Linked DNA regions of Triticum aestivum: region 2 is linked to region 1. The links are chromatin contacts, called in public HiCAR-type maps. All regions are on one chromosome and are shown on one strand. The core of a region is the stretch at or near the end of the contact, and the rest is flanking DNA. Distances in the headings are between cores, read along the strand shown.

The links. HiCAR-type assays count read pairs that join an accessible place to other places.
Region 2: a HiCAR-type map of leaf shows a contact between it and region 1, with 4 times the contacts expected there. The contact joins two enhancer-like sites. A contact is called at or near these places in 1 of 5 Hi-C or Micro-C datasets (leaf) and 1 of 1 datasets of contacts at active chromatin or transcription factors (leaf).

The regions. Positions count from the first base shown.
Region 1 is chr2A:59,560,703-59,566,431 of IWGSC CS RefSeq v2.1, reverse strand. No RefSeq gene overlaps it. Among protein-coding and RNA genes, the nearest start is that of LOC123187447, 4.5 kb to the left of the region's middle. Within about 2 kb of position 2,096, at least 2 of the 8 cell types and tissues checked have an H3K27ac peak or open chromatin away from gene starts, as enhancers often do. A contact at or near this core is called in leaf, where this site is marked.
Region 2 is chr2A:59,788,329-59,794,057 of IWGSC CS RefSeq v2.1, reverse strand. No RefSeq gene overlaps it. Among protein-coding and RNA genes, the nearest start is that of LOC123187448, 72 kb to the left of the region's middle. Within about 2 kb of position 2,762, at least 1 of the 8 cell types and tissues checked has an H3K27ac peak or open chromatin away from gene starts, as enhancers often do. A contact at or near this core is called in leaf, where this site is marked.

The DNA.
Region 1 (5,729 bases), core at 847-3,346:
TCACGGTGATACGAATTACACCCGGCCTTTGTACCAACAAGATGTTCAAAGACATCAAGGATACACACAACCAAAAAAAGAAATAAAAAGAAAGAAGAAAAGAGCCCCGCCACGGTGATCAGTCACTAGCAACAACAACCCTCTAACTACCACCAAAAACAACACCCGGCTTACAAAAAAGGTTCTCCAAAAGCAACGCCTCCTAGAAGGAAACAACGCATAAGCGTTATCGTTGCCCGATCGAAGATCTTGAGTTTTCACCATGCAAAAAGTCCAAGTTCACCGAAAAAACAATGCCTTCGACAAGGTCATTGCCAAGTACAACCAATGAAGGCCAGACCTTGGATTTCACTTAGGAATCGAGACTCGGTACTCGAGGAACACCACCGAAATTGCAGACCTCTAGTGTTGCCGCCCCCGCCTGCCAAGGCCGTTGTGCAATCCACCAAACACCTAGCACACAGTCTGCATCGCATCCAGTACACCTTTCCGCCAATGCTTCAAGACCTCCAATCGCAGCCGCAATGACTTTCTCCACCTCCATCAATGTCTTGAAAATCTTGACTTAGACATGTCCCACGACTTTGATAATAAAGCGAAGCTTCGCGTCGCGCCCTTTTGAAGCCGTGTTGGCTGATAATATAAGAGCGCGCGACCGGAGCCTTTTCGATCTAGATATCCAGGGACGACATTTGCCAATCCATATAGATCTCTAACAGGGAAGACCGAAATATGTCAGTGGCCATATCGAAGAGGTCTAGGTTCGATAGGAAGACGTCATGACAGACGGAGATTGCTAGGGCCAAACTAGCACAACCACAATTGCAGCCGCAACAGCCAAAGTAGCACCGCAGATCAAGGCCGTGACGGCTGAGCCCATGACGTAGCCTGCCATGCATCCGCTTCGACAAGTAATTCGGGACGAAGGGAGTACTTCTTTTCGCAATAAAAACCTTGACTTGCTGGTCAGTCCCATATGTACGTCAACATGTATGAAGTTAGGTCCGTAGCCACTACTTTTACGGTGTGACAAGCAACCTGACACTAGCTATCATTAAGCTGTATGCTATGAAACTCGGCCAGTGTTTTTCTAAAGAAAACTAGGTAGAGTCGAGTTACTCAAGTCAAGCAGGCACGTAGGTGCACTAGTCGAGAGAACACCAACCAAACGTGTGTGACAAGTGGCAGACGACAAACCTATATCTCGAACGAACTAGTCTACCAAACCCATCAACGCTAAGATTCGTCTTAATGACACACGGTCACTGCACATGCATATATCTATCAATCTGTGCACACACATCACATGCACGAACAAACAACTTTTTTTGTTTCCAGGCACGTACTGTAGGCCCGTAGCTTAGCTATAGGGTACCTTTGGGGTAGTGCTTGTCGGCCAAATTCCTATTTTGACCCTTTTTTCATTAGTTTAGCACGATTTGACATATGTGCATAATTGTTTTGGATCTGATCATTTGTATATCGTCATTGTCTTTAACGGTACAGTAACGCATCCTAATGCCATGGTTTATGACGATAGGATGCGTTACCCTACCGTCATAGCCTATAGCAGTAGGGTTTTCATCTTTATTTTATTGCATGTGTGCCCCTATTATCATTGCATGCATCTCCCTACAGCTAAAGACCATGGCGATAGGGTCTTTTTCATACCGAGCAGGCGTGACAGTGTACGTAAGTTCTACCACCAAAGACCTTGGTCGTAGGATGTGCTAGCATACCGCCAAAGACAATGACGATAGAAAAATGGGCATATCCAAAAAAAATTGCACATAGGATCAGATCGTGCTTTAAGTTAACCAAAAGGATTGAAATAGTGAATTTGTCCTACTTGTCTGCCAAAACAAATGGAACCAGACAAGCATTGGAAGAACAACGACATGTAGCACATCTAGCGTGGCGTACGATCGAGCGCGCGCACGTCGCCGTTGACGTGAACTCGGTCGATGGACCTGGGCTAGCTTTGCCGTCGCCGTCGTCGCACGTGTCGACGTGCGCGCGCCGTCGGTCGGCCGGCCCGCCCACCCGATCTTGAAACTGGTGAGAGAGATGGTGGTGGTCATCCGTCCTCGTGAGCCGTGACGATGACGACGGCGACGGACGCGCGCGCGCAGCCAGCGCTAGAGCTGTAGGAACTCCTCCCGAGCACTCCACTTGCCAGAATTGACATGGAGCTCCGTGACAAACCTGGCGCGTGCAGGTCAGCTCAAATGATAAGCCCCCAGCTGCCTGTACATATTATTATTTAAAAAAATTGCGATAAGCCTGCACAAATTTCTCCGGAGACTTGCATGTATTATTATTATTATGTGTGTGTATATCAATAATATGTATCCAGATAACAAAGAATATAAGGTGACAATCAGTATATCAGGTTTTTGAATGAGCTGGTGGGAAGAACATGACGAAACTAACTGCAACTTTTCAGCCTATTTTGGTAGAAACCCATGCCGCAGCTAGCATGTAGTGTGGTTGTGCCGCCGCCACACAAATAATTGGCGGATAGAAATGGGTACATGTATAGTTGCCGGTGAGATGGACGAGAATAAATTAAAGGGGACGACGATGTGGATGACCGAGATGAACGCACGGTCAGCATGGAGTTCAGTTGCATGAAGAAAGCCGTTTGAACGTGACGACCACATCTAGCTAGGCTAGCTAGGTACCTAGTCCCTGCATCGATCGATCTCTTGACCATTCCGTATCACTGCTCTCCTTCAGCAGCCACATGAAAATGAAAATGAAAATGTAAACAATTGACTTCTGCCCGCGTTGGAATTCAACGTGACCAGGTGCATCATATGTCCGTTCACAAAAAAAAGGTGCACCATATGTCAACCTCGAAGTTTTCACGAGCTGAAAGAGAAAATGTGGCAACACACGTTCAGAGATAAGCCTGTGTGCGTGCATCCGGGTGTGCATTCCAGGGTGCAGAGAGCGGGAGGTTTATCCTTCCTTTTGGAGAAAAAGTTCAGAGATAAAACTTGCATCGTTCTCCAAGCATGCAGGACCCGATATATACAAATCCACTGTGCCACTAGGACGGATCGTATAAACAAAACACATTCTCTTGATGGCTTGACCATTCCACTAATCAGTCAAAACTTTAGATATATAATACTACCTTCGTCCTATAATACAAAAGCGTGAAAACTTTAGATATATAAGAGTGTAGTGTCAAAAACACTCTTATATTATGGGACGAAGGGAGTAGTAATTACTAACAAATTTCATAACTTTCCTCCTTGGTTTATACCATGCTTTTTGATTACTGATGAAGTGTTTGTAGTGATTCTTCATTTGTCCTTGCAGTTGGGCCAAAATCAGTTAAAGAGTGATGGACAACCATACGACAATCAGGGTGTATGCACACGACTGGATTGGTACGAGGATTGTTAAAAGGAACACAAGAGTGAAGCTAAACTTGGCGCAATTTAAGATGAACAATTTAAATTTTCTTCTAGTACAGAAAGGTGGTTTCAGTTAAATAAAAACAAGTGGGAGCTTAAACCACACTGTCTTTAATTTGAGATATACAACTTAATTGTTTTTCCTTGTAAACACTGTGGGATCACCTGATCTTATTGCATCCCACGAAGATGGCCCAAACTATCGTCTTCTGTCTACCTCTACAGGAACAGATGAATCCCCGCCAATGAATAAGTTCATGCAGGTATCCTATACTCGAAAACTAGCTCGTTAGATAGATGGAACACCATTATAAAATTTCCAATTATCGATAAAGATAGGTAGGCACGGTGTATGTCTATTACCCATGTTGAGGCCTGAACCAGGGTAAACTACCATGCCTCCAATATCACCAACAAGATCCCTAGGGCACCACCAATCTCTCTACTTCGTTACACAACTCTACACATATTGTAAGATCAATAGTGCATTAATCATCGACATATCCTAGAATCAAAAAGGAAAACGGATCCAGTGTCAACACTGTCAACTACAACTATTGCTCTGAGCCTCCACCGACTCCGTCACCGTTCTCCACCCAGAACTTCATTGCCATTGTTGTTGTTGTCGTGGCTAGACGATGAGGAGGAGGAAGACATTATGCCGCACATACTACTCTACATTTGTGACATCCTCGTGGACATCGACTTTGGACCTTGGCAGACAAGGATCAAATGGCCAGCCCCATGCTCATCCTCGGGAAGCTAACGTCCCCATCACCCGCTATCCGAGTTGGCACATTGCTCGAGGCAGAAAATAGACAATGTGGTCGTGTGGGTGGTAGAATGGCTTGCGTCAACGTGGTCCTCCTCTCGGACCCTATGTTGGAGCTAGATCAACATCATTAGCAATAACGATGTCATCACTAATGGGCCTCAATTCTGACCTATGAGTGGTGATGTTTTTTTTACTAAAAACGGCCATATGTTAGATTCAACACTAAAGGTAAAGGGCCTTCAAATGCTTGTTGTTGTGAGCAGCACTACAAGTGGATTTTGCTTGCCCGATAGTGGTGAACAATCAACAAAGAGTGTTTTTCAGTAGTGTTAATATTTTTACAAGAATTACAATTTTATACGTGGATCCGAGTACCTACAGATATCGTCTCCAATGGAACAGGTATAAAGGTCACGTTTTGCACATGTTTTTTTGCGGACGGATACCCGCAAACTCACATGTTGGGCATGGACGTAGATTTTGCACCACGGATACCCTCTGGTACCAATCTTACATGTTGGGCCCACATGGCAGTGCCCCTAAACCCATTCAAAACTGTTGACACTAAGACAAATGCATATTCTTTTTGAGTGAGAGTTGGACAGTTAAGTATTATGTTGTGTTTGTTAAACTCCTGTTTTGTGCTACTTCTTCAAATGTTACCAATGTACACAATTATTGGATCTCTTTTTGTATTTGCTCCGTGCATATTCAGAGGATATGTGCATGGAAAACATTGTGTCCCATTGCTATCTTCGTAACTATACTAATGTTTCTGTTGAAAGTAATGTGTATGCTACACCAGCTTCATGGCTAATCAGAGCCCAAGCAGAAACCCAAACAAACGTATAGGGCTAAATTTTCAAATGATCTCACTCCCGGTAATAAGCCATGCTCCAGCTGCTCTCATAACTGTTGTCAAACTAAATTGAATAATAGTAATTCTAGATAACTTCAATATAACTCTTGCCTTCCTAAAATGTATTGTGTGGTATACTAGGTTAAGAGAAAGACTCTCTTTTCCCCTTTCAGCTCCTCTCTCGCCTGACCCCCGTTGAGAGACGGAAAGCTAGGCCGGCTCGCTCCCTCTTCTTCCCCGACCATCGATCTCGGTCATTGTGGAAATTGGCGCAGAGCGTGGGAGTCCCTTTGTTCATATTAGGGCAATCATTATTAGTTGTAGATCTTTGGTTTAGGTGGTTTGTATTTAGGGTTTCTTGTGTCATCTCGTGTTGGTGCTTTGTCCTCTGCTGGATCTCACCCTAGTTGCCTATGCATATCTATAGGAAGCACTCCCAGTAAGCTCGGTTTGCTCCCTAATCTGAAAGATTTATTCTACTCGAGCTCAGCTACCCTTTCCGCCATGTTGGTGTTATGGAAGTTGGGGAGGGATGGACATCAAGACCATATCAGTTGGGAAGAGGATCATCTCTAGCTATGCCTGCAGAGATGATGATGCTTGCTATCCAGTAGCTATCAGTAGCCGACCTTCAAACCTCGCATGTGGTTCTTCTAGACGGAGTGCG
Region 2 (5,729 bases), core at 1,513-4,012, 230 kb before region 1:
GAAAGTCACAGGTTGCAACAAGTGGCGCACATACAGTGCGCCACTTGTTAGCATCTCAGAAGGTAGGAGTGACATTTGCAAGGGATACTCTTTAACTATTGATTTTGGCGTTATAGATTGCTGTATTTTTTTTTTTGAGACAATGCTGTATTTTTTGTTGACGCGAATTGCAAGTAACTGTGCTCTTTCTAGAAGACCTCCTATTTGGTGCCTTAGTACCAGGTAAACTGCACAACGGCCTGAGCTCCGCCTCATGGACCGCAGCCCAGTGTATCCGGCCCAGTGTACGTGGGCATGCTCGCGCCCGCCAGACAGTTTGTTTTTCTATTTGACGGTTTGACTTCTGACCCACTGACGACCATTGACCCTTTGAGGAATTTGATCCTTGACTTTTCTAGAAAACAAATCACGAAATTAAAAAAGATTACGAATTTGAAGAAATCCGCGGATCATAGAAAGTTCACAGATTTGTAAAACGTTCGTGGGTTTGAAAAGAGTTTCGCGGATTTGAAAAATTGCATGGATTCTGGAAAATTTTGCAGATTTAAATAAATGTTCCTGGATTTGGAAATGGTCTGTGAGTTTATTTTTTCATGAATTTGAATGTTTTCATGAATTCAAAAGAAATTCACAGATTTAAAAAAGTTTATGGATTTGACTTTTTTAAAAAATTTGAGAAAGTCCACAATTTAAAACCTTTGATGAAATTTAGAAAAGATCATGAACCTAAAAAATGTTCAAGAGTAATTTAAAAAACGTTTATAAACTTGATGAACGTTTTTCATTTTTTTTTCGTGAAACTCTTTTACTGGAATGTAGTTCACCGAGTAATCAACTTTTCAAATTCATGATTTTCCCAAATAATTCAAAATTCTAAGTGTGACACTGGACGGTATTGCAATAAATATCACGGGCATAGTGTTCTTATATCATTGGCGCTACCTTCAGTCAGTAGATTCGAGTAGCTGTAGTGGTTAGCCGTATGCGCTAAAGGCGCGTTATAGGAGCTCCCACAAAACGATAGCGGGCGCCAAATAGGAATCAGCTTGTTCTAGTGGAGATAGAAAAAAAATTGCATTGTCGAAAAAAAAAGATTGAAGTTACCATGTTTGTTTTGCCCAGCCTGACAGAGAAAGTCAGTTCTGTTCTGCTCAGCGCTGCTACAGTGACACGAGGTAAAAAAAATCTACTACCACGCTCGAGCTTGGGAATATACCTCAAATAAAACTGCAGTACAACGGTCAAGCTCAGCCTTGCCCTATCAGAAAATTACCATTAATTAACAAGCTTTCACAAGCTGGATTTGAACGGGCACCACAAAAGACAAGGACGACGGCGTTCCATGATTATGGATACATCGTGACGCCGTCGACAAGTCTCACTCTGAAGTTATCTCTGTCCAGTAAAAAAGATAAGCTGAAGAAGAAAAACCCACGCACACACACAGCTTTACTTTCCTCTACCACACGATCGATCAGCTTCACATATTCAATCGGCCGACTGGTAAAGTGGGAGTTGAACACTGTTCATTGTCACAGTATATTCCGCGGTCTCTACGGTAGCTGCATGCACGCACGCATGCATGGTTGCACGTCCATCTCACACTTGGATGGTGCAAATGTATCTCGTCGGCTTTGTCGATCTACTACTCCTAGTCCAGATGCTCCATTTGGAAGATGTCACTGTAGGCTAAAAGGCAGGACTACCACCGGCGTACGTAGCGTGCGGTTTTTTACCACTTGCACTTACGACACCACGTGTTCGTATAAACTACAGTCTACAGAGACGCTAAGATGTACGCCACGCTAATGTCGACACCTGGTGGATATGCGTCGACCAAATCTTTTCCTTCCTTCACTTTTTCACCTACTAATGGGATTTACAGCACGTTGAGAATTACCATAACCAACCAGAACCAGGTCGATCTTACTACAGTAACTTCCATCCTTTTCTTAGCAGCCAAGTTGCATATCACTGCTCCACTCCAATGACTCCATCAATGGATGCTTAGCTGTGGTTGCGTAATTTCTTGTAGCTTTGGTCGAAACGAGATAGTTACGCACAACTCCCGCTGCATCGTCCAGTAGCACCAGCTGTGAAGTCTCTCACACACACATCACACATCACACATGCATGCACCAGACACTAGTGCTCTCTATATATTCCTGGACTGTTCAGTCTGTTTTCTTGTCTCGAAGAGGCTGGTGACACCGCCGGAGAGCGATCTCGAAGCGATAAGCGTCAAGTTGTTATCGCATGATCATCTCCCCCCTCCCATTAAGGTCTCACTCCCCCGCCCCTTTTGTGAGCGCAGTCGGCGTGGATTATTGGTTCAAATCATAAGCTACCTAACCTTATCGTCTGATTTGGAACCGGTGGCCAGCCTTCTTACGGAAGCGCTGATCATTAGCTAGTCAAGTCGTCCTGCATGTAACATGTGTTTTCCAGGAACCTCACGCGGTAGTAAAAATCAGAGTACTCCTACGTGGTTATTTCGAATCTTTTCTCCCGTTCGTGACTTTGGCTGAGTGCATCTAGATGTCTGCAGGTTTGTTACTACTACAACGTGTGAAAAGGTTATCTGGCTGCTCTGAGCTTCTGCTTTAGCCACCAAGACAAACATCTTCAATTAAATTATATATTTTCTACGTGGAAAAGAAAGAGAGCTGAAAGAGAAAGAAGTGGCGTGGCTAGCTAGCGACCGAACAAGTGGTAGCTAGCTGTGCAATGTGGAGCCCGGCCGGCGAGGTACGTTTATGATGGGACGGGGATGAAGAGCTATCGAAATCTTTTTGCGTCGAGTGCAACAGCTTACCACTACTTCACTCCAGCTAGCTAGCTAGCTCTTCCGTGGAACGTGTCCTCTGAAGCTACCGGCCAGTCAAAAGCGGCACGCGCGCGCGCATCCATGATGCATGAATGAAACTGAAACCCCTCGACGTGACCGAATTCACGCCATGTCTCTAGTGCGTATGCAGTGAGGCAATTCCATGCAAGCTGCAGGAGCATGAAGACGACCATATAAACTTACGTGTCTTTTTTATTTCTCTCATCTGTTTCGATATAAATACACGTCGTCCTGACCTCACATGCACGTCTCACACCACGACGTGGACACGTTACTCGTACCCTTCTGTCCTGTCTCTCACATGCAAAGAGACTGGCGCGAGACGAGAGGGGACTGAACGATGCCCAGTGGATATACCGGCCTTGCTTGCACGTGTGCTGCGTTCGGATAACCACACCGAGACTTTTGCCACGCCCAACAGCTACCTTTACCCGGTTATACGTTCTCTTTTTTAAACTTATAAGTCCATTTTTTTTTTATGGGAAAAGATGGAGATACTCACACGCACACACACATGCGCTCTATGAACACCTCTGAGAGACTGGGTCGGCCGGTTTTGACATTGATGAAGTCATCATAGACGTCTCGTTATCGATGGAAACATCCTCTCCTACTAAAAGAATATTCCGCCTTTTGAAACATACATACATACACGATACTTTTTTTGAACAGTAGTTGGTCCAGAAAGACCCAACAAGCTTAATTTCTCACTTAGAAAAAAGAAAATTACAAGACAGTCCCTGATTTTTGCAAGGACCCTCAAATAGAAACAAGACTACAATCGGGGTCCAAAAGTAGCTTCTACAATCGCACCATCATCGGGGAGTGGGGGCAGTGAAACCTCGATGTAGTCCCCTGCAACAACAAAGGTCTCTTGAAGAAGTAACCATAGACTCGAAACTGACCTGCATTGTCTTCTTTTCGGCATCCATACCGAAGAATATAAGAACGGCCCTCATGCTAGAAAAACCAACGACGAGGATTTAAAGGTCAGCTGTTGAACGCTATTGGATAGTAGGCATCGTAGCTCCTCCGCAAGCATCATTGGTGATGATCCTCTTCTCAATCGATATGCTCTTGAGGCCTACTCTTCCCCAACTCCTTTTCCACTACCACGAGGTCGAACGGAAGAAAATCCTCCAGATCAAGGAGCAAGTCGAGCTTATTGGGAGTGCTTCCTTCAGATCCACCACCAATCAACACCATCAACCATCCACCATGGATGGGCACATTGGGTGAGATCTAGAAGCCCTTGAACACAAGTTAGGTGCGGGAGGAGGAAGCGCCAACACGACATGACACTAGAAGCCGTTAGAACAAGTCACCTTGACCAAGCCCTACAACTAATCCCAGCCCAACTGTGAACATGAGACTCCAACGCTTTGCTCCCATCTCCACACCGACCGACATCGTCGTAAGAGGAGAGAGTTGGCCTTTGTTCTGCCGAGTTCCAACGGGGCTAGGTGAGAGAGGAAGGGAAAGGGGAAAAGGGAGTCATCGTCTTAACCTAGTATGCCACACAATACTTTTCTAGAAGGAAAAATTTTATTGAGGTTACCTAGAACTACTATTAGTTTGACATCACTTATGGGAGTAGGCGGAGCATGGATTATTACTTGGAGTGGGTTGCTTTCAAATTTAAGCCCTACCAATTATAACGACGGAACACATGCAGTTTCAGAACGTCTACCAGTTAGCCTGGATCACTTGATAAGAGAGACATGCATTAGCAATCTTGAGAGAGAATTACTATTCCAGAGTCTAGAGGTGGTTTGTGTTTTAGAGATATGCAAGTCTTTAATGACGCAATGGTCGCTAAACAAGCATAGAGGCTAGATGAGAACCCTGAAAGTTTGTGTGGAAGGGTACTCAAAGGAAGGTACTACCTTGATTTCTTGACAGAGGGTTGTTTGGCTGGAGCATCGCCTATGTGGCAGGCTATCATGTGCGGTAGGAAGATGTTATGTGCCGGTTTGATATAGTGTGTTGGACCACCACTTGTACACCTGCACAAACTGGACTATCATCATAGGCTTCAGAAACCCTCTTGAGTCATCCATCCAAAAGGATGGGAGGTCATGATCATTGAATGTACTTGGGTCGGTGATGATCACCTAGAGATACAAGTCGTCGAACCACAATATATATCTTCAGGAGAAGGCCAAAGAAGGACTTCTAAGTCACAATAAATTATACTGACAAAAGCATAAAAAAATCACAAACATAGACTAACAAATCCATATGGATGAATCTGCGAGGACATGAAAAAAAAATCCGCATGGTCGGACAAAGCAAACCCGCAGAGAGATAAACTCTGTAGCTCCATGAGGCCTTTCAATAAGACTGTGCCACAACAGGTGAAAGTCCATATTACAAAACAAATCTCGAAAAGATATAGTGCTCCCGATGGCATCAAACCCTCCACTCGTATGTTGCCATTGAGAACCATAGAAATCACCCAAAAGAAACTCAGAAAGATCCAAGGCCCCTCGCCTCACAGCACGACGGCTGTCAAGCGAGGGGAACCGGCGATGTCCATGGCGGCTGCCTTCAAAAGACCCTAGCTTCTCACGTGTAGACACAATAGAATAGCAAACTTAGGACATCTCCAACGCGGACCCTCAGAACACCCGCAAACATCCGAACCGACGTGTCTGGACGCAGTATGCTATCCAACGCTGACTCCTATTTATCTGTGGACGCGTTCGCATTCCGTTTCTAAAAACCGGACACAAAGAAGAGGGAGGTATGTGGTCATCTAGACCGCCGCCACGTGCACGTCCAGCATCCCAGTCCGACCCATCCAAAGCCCTCTCCGTGTGCAACGGTTGTTGCACATTCATGCCGGCCAACCCGATCTAGAGCGGGCGTGACTCAACGA